Regions from separate parts of the Mus musculus genome. Here region 1 is linked to region 2. Evidence: chromatin contacts called from public promoter capture Hi-C data. All regions are on one chromosome and are shown on one strand. The core of a region is the stretch at or near the end of the contact, and the rest is flanking DNA. Distances in the headings are between cores, read along the strand shown. Region 1 overlaps Slc6a9 (solute carrier family 6 (neurotransmitter transporter, glycine), member 9). Region 2 holds the start of St3gal3 (ST3 beta-galactoside alpha-2,3-sialyltransferase 3).

Region 1 (4,597 bases), core at 1,005-3,504, 280 kb after region 2:
ACTCCTCACGGTGATCCTATATCGTGACATGCAGCTCTCATCCCAGCCTAGAATGCCTCCCCCTTCTCCATGCTCCTCGACAGCAGACACGTCCTTCTCCTGTTTCGTATGTTTCGCTCTTGATGGTTTGTTTGCTTTATGTGAGACAAGGGCTCATGTCACCCAGGCTGGTCTTGAGCTCTGTGGTTGGGAATGACTTTGAACTTAGGAACCTACCACTTCCTCTGCTTGATTGCTGGGGCTTGCCAGATTTTACGGGGCACTGTGGGCCTCATGCACGCATGGAAGGAAGGCATTCTACCAACTGAGCTACAACCCCAGCCCTTTTTATGGCTTTTGTCTACTGTCCTCTATGGTCGCAGTTTTTGCTCACTTTGTTCCTGGCTATACATCCCCGGTGCCTGCCACTGACGGACAGTATTCGATCTTGAGGGAGTGGACACTGGCAAATGGGTTGGGCGGCAAAAAGGAGAGAGGCCCATGAATGCTCGAGGCTAGCTAGCGGTGAAGAGGAGGTAAGGAAGACACTCTCCAGCCCCAGTTTCTTCATCACAACACCAGCCCGAGACACAGGAGAGAACTAGGTAAAACTGGCTCCTTTCTTTCCTGTCAGTATTGGTCCCATTTGGAGGCTGTTTCCCCCTGCTCAGCATCCTTAGCTATGCTAGATCAGCTCTCAGATCTCATGCAGACATGTTTAATGACCTGGGATGAGATATGACTTTGGATCTTCATGGACAATGTTGTCAGAGCTGGAACTTGGTGTTTGCCTGCCTGACACCCAAGTGTACTTAAACAGCCTCCTTTTGGCTTTCGACCTTCGTCCCAGCCCACCCTTAACAGCATGGCCTGTAGAGGGTGCTGTCCAACTTCTCCCCCCTCTGCCCAATTCTCTCAACTGTCAGTGTCTGAGGCTGACAAGACCCTCTCCTTGCTCAGTCACACAGGAATCAGCAGTCAGAAGGGAGAGGTCCAGGATTCATAGGGTCACTTTGGCCTTGCTTTCCTGCCTTTTCCCTCTTCGGGGCACACACAGAAAACAACTCTATTGGCCCACTGAGATAGACAGACAAGGCCATTCATAGCTGAAGGCAACGGCCTAGGGGTGGCGGCAGCCTAGGCCAGGCCTGCCTGGGTGCTCCTATGTCAGACACCAGTGCTGGTGAAGTGGGACCTTCAGAATAACCACAGGCTCCCTCTGCTTCTATTGATTCACGTTTCCCAAGTGCCAACATTCAAGTCAAGAAAACCCTTGTCACTTAAAGGATTGAAAGAACAAACTTTCCCGAATAGCACATGCTAAAATGGCAGCCCGCGGTGTTATTTTTAGTGCATGAGTACAGCGTTACTGTACTGGGCTGCAGAGCTCAGATGGTTAGCCTGGGAACCATCGAATGAATTCTAGCTTTATTTTAGGTTGTACCACATTTAGTTCTTGTTTTTCTTTGGACCATGTGCTTTTGAGCCAAACAATTAACCTCAGAGCGCTTGGAACGTGACTTATTTGTAAGCTGGCTCCTGATGCACGCCCTCTTAAGATTATTCTGCCTCTCCCACCCCTTTTCTTTACTGAGGCTAGGTCTACTAGGGAGCACAGCTGGGCTTTAACTCTATACTCTCCTGCCTCAGCCTCCCAGTAGCTGAGACTACAGGCGGGCCACCACAATCACCTCTTTTCCTGCTTGACATTTCTCCAGATATGAGTAAGATCCTGCCTCAAAGGGGAGCAGGGGGCAGAAGTGACACATGGACCTTTAATCTCAGCATTTAGGAGGCAGAGAGGCAAGAGGCTCTCTGTGAGTTCAAAGCTAGCCTGGTTCTACATAGGGAGTTCAGACCAGCCAGGGCTATATAAGACCCTATGTCAAAAACAAAATAAAACAAGCAAAAGATCCTAAACTCCATATATATAGAGAGATCTTGTTTTCTTGAGTGGACAGTAACTGGCTTAAAGAGAGAGACTGCCTCTTCTGATTGTTCACAGATCCAGCCCCTTGAGCCCTTGCCGCTGAGCTCTGGTTTTTATACCACGTTAGCATGTGTCACCTCTGCAGCAACGAGGGAAGAATTATAGCCATCCAGATTTGAGGGGTGAACACCCAAGACTTAGGGAGATTTGGTAGCCTCCCATGAATACACAGTGGGCCAGTGGGAGACCCAGGACTTGAGATGTCAGTGTGACAATGAAGCTGGAATGAGACACCAGGGTGGGGGTGGGGTGGGGCTGGGATCAGAGTCCACGGTGTCGGGTGCTGGCTGCCACAGAGGCTGTGGAGCCGAGTGGCTGGTCATGAGCTTAGAACTTGGAAGCAACACTCAAACCAGCACAGAAGAGTGTAAAACAAGTCTGGGGAGAGGGCAACAAGGGTAAGCAGGGAGGAGTGGCTGGAAACCTGGCCTTCCAGAGTCTCTTGATTTAAAGGCCTCTGTTTGTCTGTCTGTCTATTTTTGTTTAGGTACTAGAGATCAAAGCTAGGACCTCAAACACTAGGCAAGCTTTACCACAGAGCTACACCCCAGTCGTCCTCGTCTTTCTGGTAGCCTGCTGTCTTCATTCATAAACTGATAACTACATCATGCCACTTTTCAAAGGAACACCTCGGATTAGGAACACTGGCAGAGCACCACTGGCCTGGGAGCACACAACCAGGCAGAGCCAGGGCGGGGCCTGGTACACACAGCCCAGCCATGTCCAAAACTGTTTAGTTTCTTAACCTTGGATGTCAGTCTATACATCTGAAAACAGAGCTAACAAGGCTTGCTGAGATAATGCACTGCCACCTAGTGAGTAGGAGTACCAGTTCCTCCTCCCTCCTCCAATCAGAGAAGCCTGGGCAGCTCTATTCTTCTCCTCTGGTGCTCGAGAGAATCCAACACAGGGCTTTGGGCTCCTTCCAACCACACTGCTCCCTTAAGGACCATTTCTCAGCCACACCTGTTGATGCAGGCCAACAACCTCAGCTTCTCTAGAGCTTGGGCAGGAGGAGCACAAGTTCAAGACCAACCTCAAAATGAAAATGTAAGAAGGCGGCTAGGGACAGAGCTCAGGGATGAGGCATTTGCCTGGCATGCATGGATCTGGGCATGGGGCAGTGGTCAATCACCAGTAGAGCAGGGAGAAAATATCTTTCCAGGCTCTCCAGGAGGTGGCAGCAGGGAGCCACTGGGGGGTAGGAACTGAGCTAGGTAGGTAGGCCTGGCACAGCCCCAGGTGCGGAGCAGGGCCCAGCTGTCCCCTCAGTATGCCCCGCTAGGCAGATTCTCTGAGAGCTATTCCCCACTGATTCCACTGGCTCCAGTCTCAGGAGCTTTGCCCCTGAGGCAGGCAACACTGGAGCATCTGCCTGGGCTAAGGTTGGCATGCAGGGTTTGTGCTTTGGGGAGCTCCAGGGAAGTTCATATTCTGCCTTTCCGTCTGGGCCATCCTGTGCGCATCACACCCCTGGTGGACAGTTCATCTGATTGGGTGAGATTTCTCTCTCCCTTTCTTCCTCATCTCCTCTCTGGGAGTGGCCCCTCCCCACAGCTGTGTGGGATTTGCACTTTCAGCACTGGATTTAGAGGACCTGCTACAACTTCTGTGCGCCCAGAGCCATGCACACCTCACCTTTGGCCTCCATCACACAGCAGGGAAATGGTCAAGCCTTTTGGCTGCCGTAGAAGCTGGCACCATATGATGGTGCCATCCTTGTCTCTTTTCTCAGTGTCCCATTTGTTCCCAACCTTGGCGTCAGTTTGCCTCCTTGTGGCCTCTGTGCCCACCTACTTGTGAATTCCTCCTAACTCTTTCCTCCCATTTCTGGGCAGTTATCACCAGCTCCCCTTGTCCCCATCTCTCAGAAGTCACCAGCACCTTCTTAGTGCCACTTCCATACTTCTGTGCCAGGCAGGGCACCTGCTCCTAATGCACTGAACTATCTGTTTCTCTATAGACTATGTGATTTCTCGGGACAGAGGCTCTGGACCATTTTACACCGCCATGGGCACACAGAGCCTTTAGAGCAGACACCTACAGAATAAATAGATGAGGTCTACCTCCCACATGCAAAGGTCCTTTGCCCCAGGACTCTCCAGTAAGATGTAGGAAGAATACCCCACTGCGCCTTCCATCTGCCAGTTGGGATAAGGTGGTCCAGACAGACACCTCCAGTAGTTGCCTTCCTTCAGAGGGCCCAGAGACACTAGTCTCTTTGTCACCTCTGAACAGAACGGGCCTGGCTGTCCTGGCATCCCTGGCCTAGTGAATGCTCATGGCTCCTTTTGTTCTACAGTATGAAGAGGAAGCTTAACTCTGGTTAGTTCTCTGTGAACGTAGTGCCCCTTCAAGGCCACCTCAAAGCCCACAGGATCCATCCATTCATGTGAATCTCAATAGGGCTCTCCCACAGCTTTGAGAATGACCTCTGGTCCTCTGGGACCTCCCTCATGACGCCCTCCATCACATGCTCTCTCCCCTTGTTCTGACTGGCCTCTGGAGCCTTAAGATTTCCAGAGCCCTCGTCTACTGTTACGCCGTAAGGACTCCCAGTTCACCTCCAAGCCTTCCACGGCCCTCTGCATATCTGCCACCCCAACCTGCCTCTGTCCCCTGCACGGC
Region 2 (4,550 bases), core at 1,114-3,613:
CAGAGCCTGGTGGGTGATTTTTGTGCAGTTATGCAGGGGCTAACTATGGGTTAGGATGAACTGGGGCCACTGGAGGCCAAGGGCTGGTATAGCTACGCCCTTGGTCAGGGGTGGGGTGGGGCTGGTTGAGGGTGGGGGTGGGATGGGACTAGAGGGCAACATTGAAGGGGTTAAACAGGTTCCTGAATTTGTTTGCCTGGGCCCAATATGGAGGGCTTCATACCTTGCTCTGTATACAGGAGTCAGATTTATAATACTTCCCCTTTTTTGTTACGTATGAACTCTATAAACCAAATTATTTTGAAAACCGGTGCATTACCTTGTCCTTAGCAATAAAATGGATTGAACAGAGGATTGACTGTGGTCTGCCCCATGAGCCCAAGTGGCCCTGGGTCAGGCTGTGGAGCAGGGGCTGGGAAGCTGTTCGCTGAGGTGGGCACCGTTCACGGAGGTGGGTGCTGTGGCCCGTTGAGCATCCAGGGCATTGTGGCTCTCTGTACCTCCTTTTGCTTTCCTGGAGGAGTTAACGGGAAGGATTGGACTACGGTCTTCTCAAGAGAGGTTTCACTTAAACCCCTTTTGATGTCATCAGCATCCTGATATACAGATCACTTCCTGCATCAGGATTCCATCCTTGTGGAACCAGGAGAGTATGCTGTAGGTGCTTGAATAGCAAGAGACCCTTGATCTCCCCATGGATTGCAGAAGCTGCCCTCTGCAGTGCTTGTCGTTGCTGATTGCTTCCCTGGAGGAAGACCCAGTCTTTGACAAGAAGAGGTGATCCTGAGCTGGTGCGAGGCTCCTTTCTGCACAGCCTCCGTATTCCAGCTGGCCTGAGCTTTGTGCCCCGGTGCTAGATGATGTGCTCGGTACCCCTGTAGCCTGGGAGCTGCTACTTAGTATTGGCTCTGGGGAAAGAGAGAAGAGTTTCACAGATGTTTTTTCACAGCTAAATCCTTGGAGCCAAGGAAAGAAGGTTGCCCCTCTGTTCTTCACTCGGGGATTTTCAGGGGAAAATGGCTGGGGCTGAGCGTTCGTGGAAGAGAGGAAAACTTAACTTCCTCAGGCACCCGTAGTTCCTCCCCATGAGTCTCATTACCTCAGCCTTGCTAAAGGACCGGATAATCTCGTGCCTGGTGTAATCCCAGCTCTATGGGAGTTGAGGATTGAATTCAAGCCTTTGAATGTTTGAGGCAAACGTACTACTGCCAAGCTATACCCGACAGCCCTCTCTACTTTTTTGTCCCTAAGAAGAGCCCACTGTGGGATGGAGAGATAGTTTAGCCCTTAAGAATACTTTTCTGGGGAACCCAGGTTCAGTTGTCACTGTCCACTTGGTGGCTTGCAACTGTCTGTAACTCTAGTTCCAGGGGCTATGAGGCCTTCTGGGATACACAGGCACTGGGACATACATTCATGCAGACACTAAAACAAAAACAAAATAAACCAAAACAAAACCCAAAGATACTGAGACCCACAAAGTTGTTGAATGTTTAATCCTGCTTCAGTTTAGAGAGTAGTTAAGTACGTACCACCACTACCATGATTAGTTAAGTCAACCATTCAAAAATATTTTTGGCCTATTATAAGAAAATTCCCAGTTCATAAAAAGCTATGGGACTTTCCCAAGTCTCATAAAACTGGCCTGTGGTTTTGTTTTTGTTTTTTTTTTTTTTTCTGGTGCTGGGGATGGCCTGGGGCTTTAAACTTGCTCAACTTCAAAGTTGGGTCTGCCTTAGGCACTTCCTGGCCAGTGTAGTCTAGTCTGGGTTCATGACCCACCACAGCCAAAGACTGCACTTCAGCTTTTTGCCAAAGCAGAAACTTATGTCTTGTATACCTTGTATAAGATTGGCATCTGAGAGTGCCAAGTTATGTCCCCACCTCCTCTTTGGGAAAATTCTGTATTAAATTCTGCCTTAGGATAATGCACTCCGCTGCAGAATGAGGGCGCGACCTCCTGAACTGGGTATGTGGGGTGGCTTTGTGGCCTATCTGCGACCTTTCTTCGAGGTCACGCCTGAACTTAGCAGGCCTCTTACCCTCACGGGATTGGATAGGGCTTCAGAAGGCGTTCTAGAGGTTACCACCAGCGTCAGGGGCTGACAGCAGAGTGGTGAAGTAGGGACAGAAGACTTCCTCTGGGAAGCAGAGGAAACCTGACCGCAGCCGGGCAGCCCCACGCACCGCAGCTCCACGCAGCGCTCCTCCCAAGCCCCAGCTATAGCCCGGGGATGGGGAGGGGATGGATTCGGCCTCTGGCTTCCATTGGGTCTCCGGGGTCCGGGCCCGCCCAACCCTGCGGCGAAGCCTCGCATTGGCCTGCCTGGCGCCCCGCCCGGTTCCGGTGCTCCCATTGGCTGCTGATGCCCGACCCCCGGCGCGGCCGCCGAGGCGGACCGCAGGATTGGTGGTCCCGCCGCTGCGTCCCCACCATGGCGGCGCCCGTGCAGCTTGCCGCGTCCTGGGCTCCCTCTGGGGTCCCCTCGGCTGTCCCCGCTATTCGCGCTGCAATTGCCTCCGCGCTCTGCGTGCGCCCTGGCGCCACCCGCCCCCGGCCTCCCTCTCTGCTGCGGTAAGGCCTGCCCTGCGTCCCCGAAGCAGCTCTCGGCCGCCGCGCCCCTCCCCCGGCCAGACCGGCCCGAGCCGCGCTGGGGACCAAAGCCCGGGCCCGGGTGGGGGCCAGGCCTGCCAGAGGGCCGCGCGAGCCGGGCCGAGCGCGCCGAGGTCACCTGTGTGCAGTGTCCCAGGCGCGCGAGTCTGAGCGCAAAGGAGGGTCACGGTCACCCGGGACCCGCTGTGGGACAAGCGCAAGAAAGTCCGGGGAAAGCCTAGCGGGAGTCACCAAGAGTAGCGGTTGTCATCTCTGCCTTCCCCGGGGCCAGATCCTCCTCGGAGCGACCGGGTCAGTTTATCAAAGTACGTCTTCTCGCTACCCTTTCTTCTGGAGTGCTTCCTCATTGTCTTCTCAGTGGTCTTGTTTGCGAGAGAAAAGCTTAGTGAGGACGGTAGATTTGGTTAGGCGGATGTCCCACAGATGTGTTTAGACTCCTTTTTACAGTAGCACCCATTTTTATGATTCCTCAATAAATTTAATTTTTGTCTGTTTCTCTAGAGTACGGGGAGGTGGTAAAACTGAGTCACTGTAATTAACCTAGGGAGTGACCGATGAAGGGAGCCGGCTGCTATCCCAGAAAGCAAAGAGTGCTTAACACATTTCTCTGAGGTCCTTTGAATTATTAGCACTATAGATAATGGGCTGAGAAGGAAGGAAAAGCCACGAGTTAGAGTTAGGTTCCTGACATGTAGCACAGTAGACATCATGACAATTCCACTTGTGTCCCTAAACTTTCAATTAAAGACTCAGAGGAATTGGATCCCGGGGTAGTAGGTGCACACCTGTAATAGCACTCAGAAGCTGAAGCAGGAGGATTGCTTCAGAGGCCAGCCTGGGCTACATAGAATAATAAAACCGTGTCAACAAGAGCCACATAGCAAGACCCAGTCTCAAAAGACTGAAGAAAGGAAAAGAAGAAAGATTGGAGGATTAAAAATTGGAGTAAAACCTTATGACCAGATGGGAGTTTCATATAGTCTCCTAAAATAACAGACATTTTGAAATATAAAGTGGTGTTGGTTGCTCCATTTCGCTAATCTGATGTCTGTGTCTCCTAACAAGTTATTAATGATGAAGCAAAGCAAGTGTGTTCCTAGAGACTAGTGAGCTTGCTCACACAGTCAAGCGCCTACTGAATCCGTGTTATGTTTTGTGCAAGGTGTAGACTTGAGGGGAACTTGGACAATTAAATTATGGAGATTGTTCTCTGGACCTCTGTAGGATGTGGAAGTGAAGCACACACAGATGAGAAACTCAGGGTGTGGCCTCTAGAATTCCAAGAGGAGACGGGAGTGTGTTTAAGGAAGATTTCATGGCGGAACTGAAGTTTTTTGAGTTGAGCCACAAAGAGTGGAAAGGCTACCTGGAGAGGAAGTGAGCCAGTGAAAATCCAGGATGCGGAAGATGGCAGAGGAGGACTCGATGCTGTGTGTGGTTCCAGGGCTTTCTTAGCAGCAGAAGAAAGGGAGATGAGGTTGTACAAAAGACAAGTTGGGGGCTGGGGATGTAGTTCAGTTGGTAGGGTCCTTGTCTAGCATGCAAGGAGCCCTATGTGATCCTCTGCACCTTGTAAAACCAGGCATGGCGTCACAGGAGGATACCAAACCCTATGTTCGTTCCAAAGGCCGGAAGTTTGAGCGTGCCAGAGGCCGAAGGGCCAGCTGAGGCTACAAAAACTAACCCTGGATCTTACTCTTAATAAAAAAAGCTTTGAATGTTGGAAAAAAAAAAAGAAGAAGTTCAAGGTCATCTCTAACTACACTGTGAGCTTGAGGCTAGCCTAGTGACCCTGTTGTAAACAAAAGCAATCCAATGGTGGGTTAGAGAAACACCTTTGTCCTATGGGGATCAAAGGCTAGACCAATCGCCATGAGGACCTGGACCCGGCAGGAAAGATACCATGAGTAGCACTTAGATGGGGATGTCACTTCTG

The links. Promoter capture Hi-C pulls out the DNA fragments that hold promoters and counts their contacts.
Region 1: a contact with region 2 is called in a promoter capture Hi-C map of liver. The contact joins the enhancer-like site here to the promoter of St3gal3 in region 2. A contact is called at or near these places in 9 of 39 promoter capture datasets (3T3-L1-derived adipocytes, the C10 cell line, the SN4741 cell line and 4 more), 1 of 15 datasets of contacts at CTCF or cohesin (the NIH/3T3 cell line), 1 of 484 Hi-C or Micro-C datasets (liver) and 1 of 115 datasets of contacts at active chromatin or transcription factors (bone marrow-derived dendritic cells).

What each region holds. Positions count from the first base shown.
Region 1 is chr4:117,857,553-117,862,149 of GRCm38.p6, reverse strand. All of the region lies in intron 5 of Slc6a9 (solute carrier family 6 (neurotransmitter transporter, glycine), member 9), which reads right to left. Among named protein-coding and RNA genes, the nearest start is that of Ccdc24, 13 kb to the left of the region's middle. Within about 2 kb of position 2,254, at least 14 of the 459 cell types and tissues checked have an H3K27ac peak or open chromatin away from gene starts, as enhancers often do. A contact at or near this core is called in liver, where this site is marked.
Region 2 is chr4:118,132,759-118,137,308 of GRCm38.p6, reverse strand. It overlaps St3gal3 (ST3 beta-galactoside alpha-2,3-sialyltransferase 3), which reads left to right and starts at 2,363. Exons shown (of 12, transcript NM_009176.5): 1 at 2,363-2,919. It overlaps Kdm4a (lysine (K)-specific demethylase 4A), which reads left to right. Exons shown (of 22, transcript NM_001161823.1): 22 at 1-305.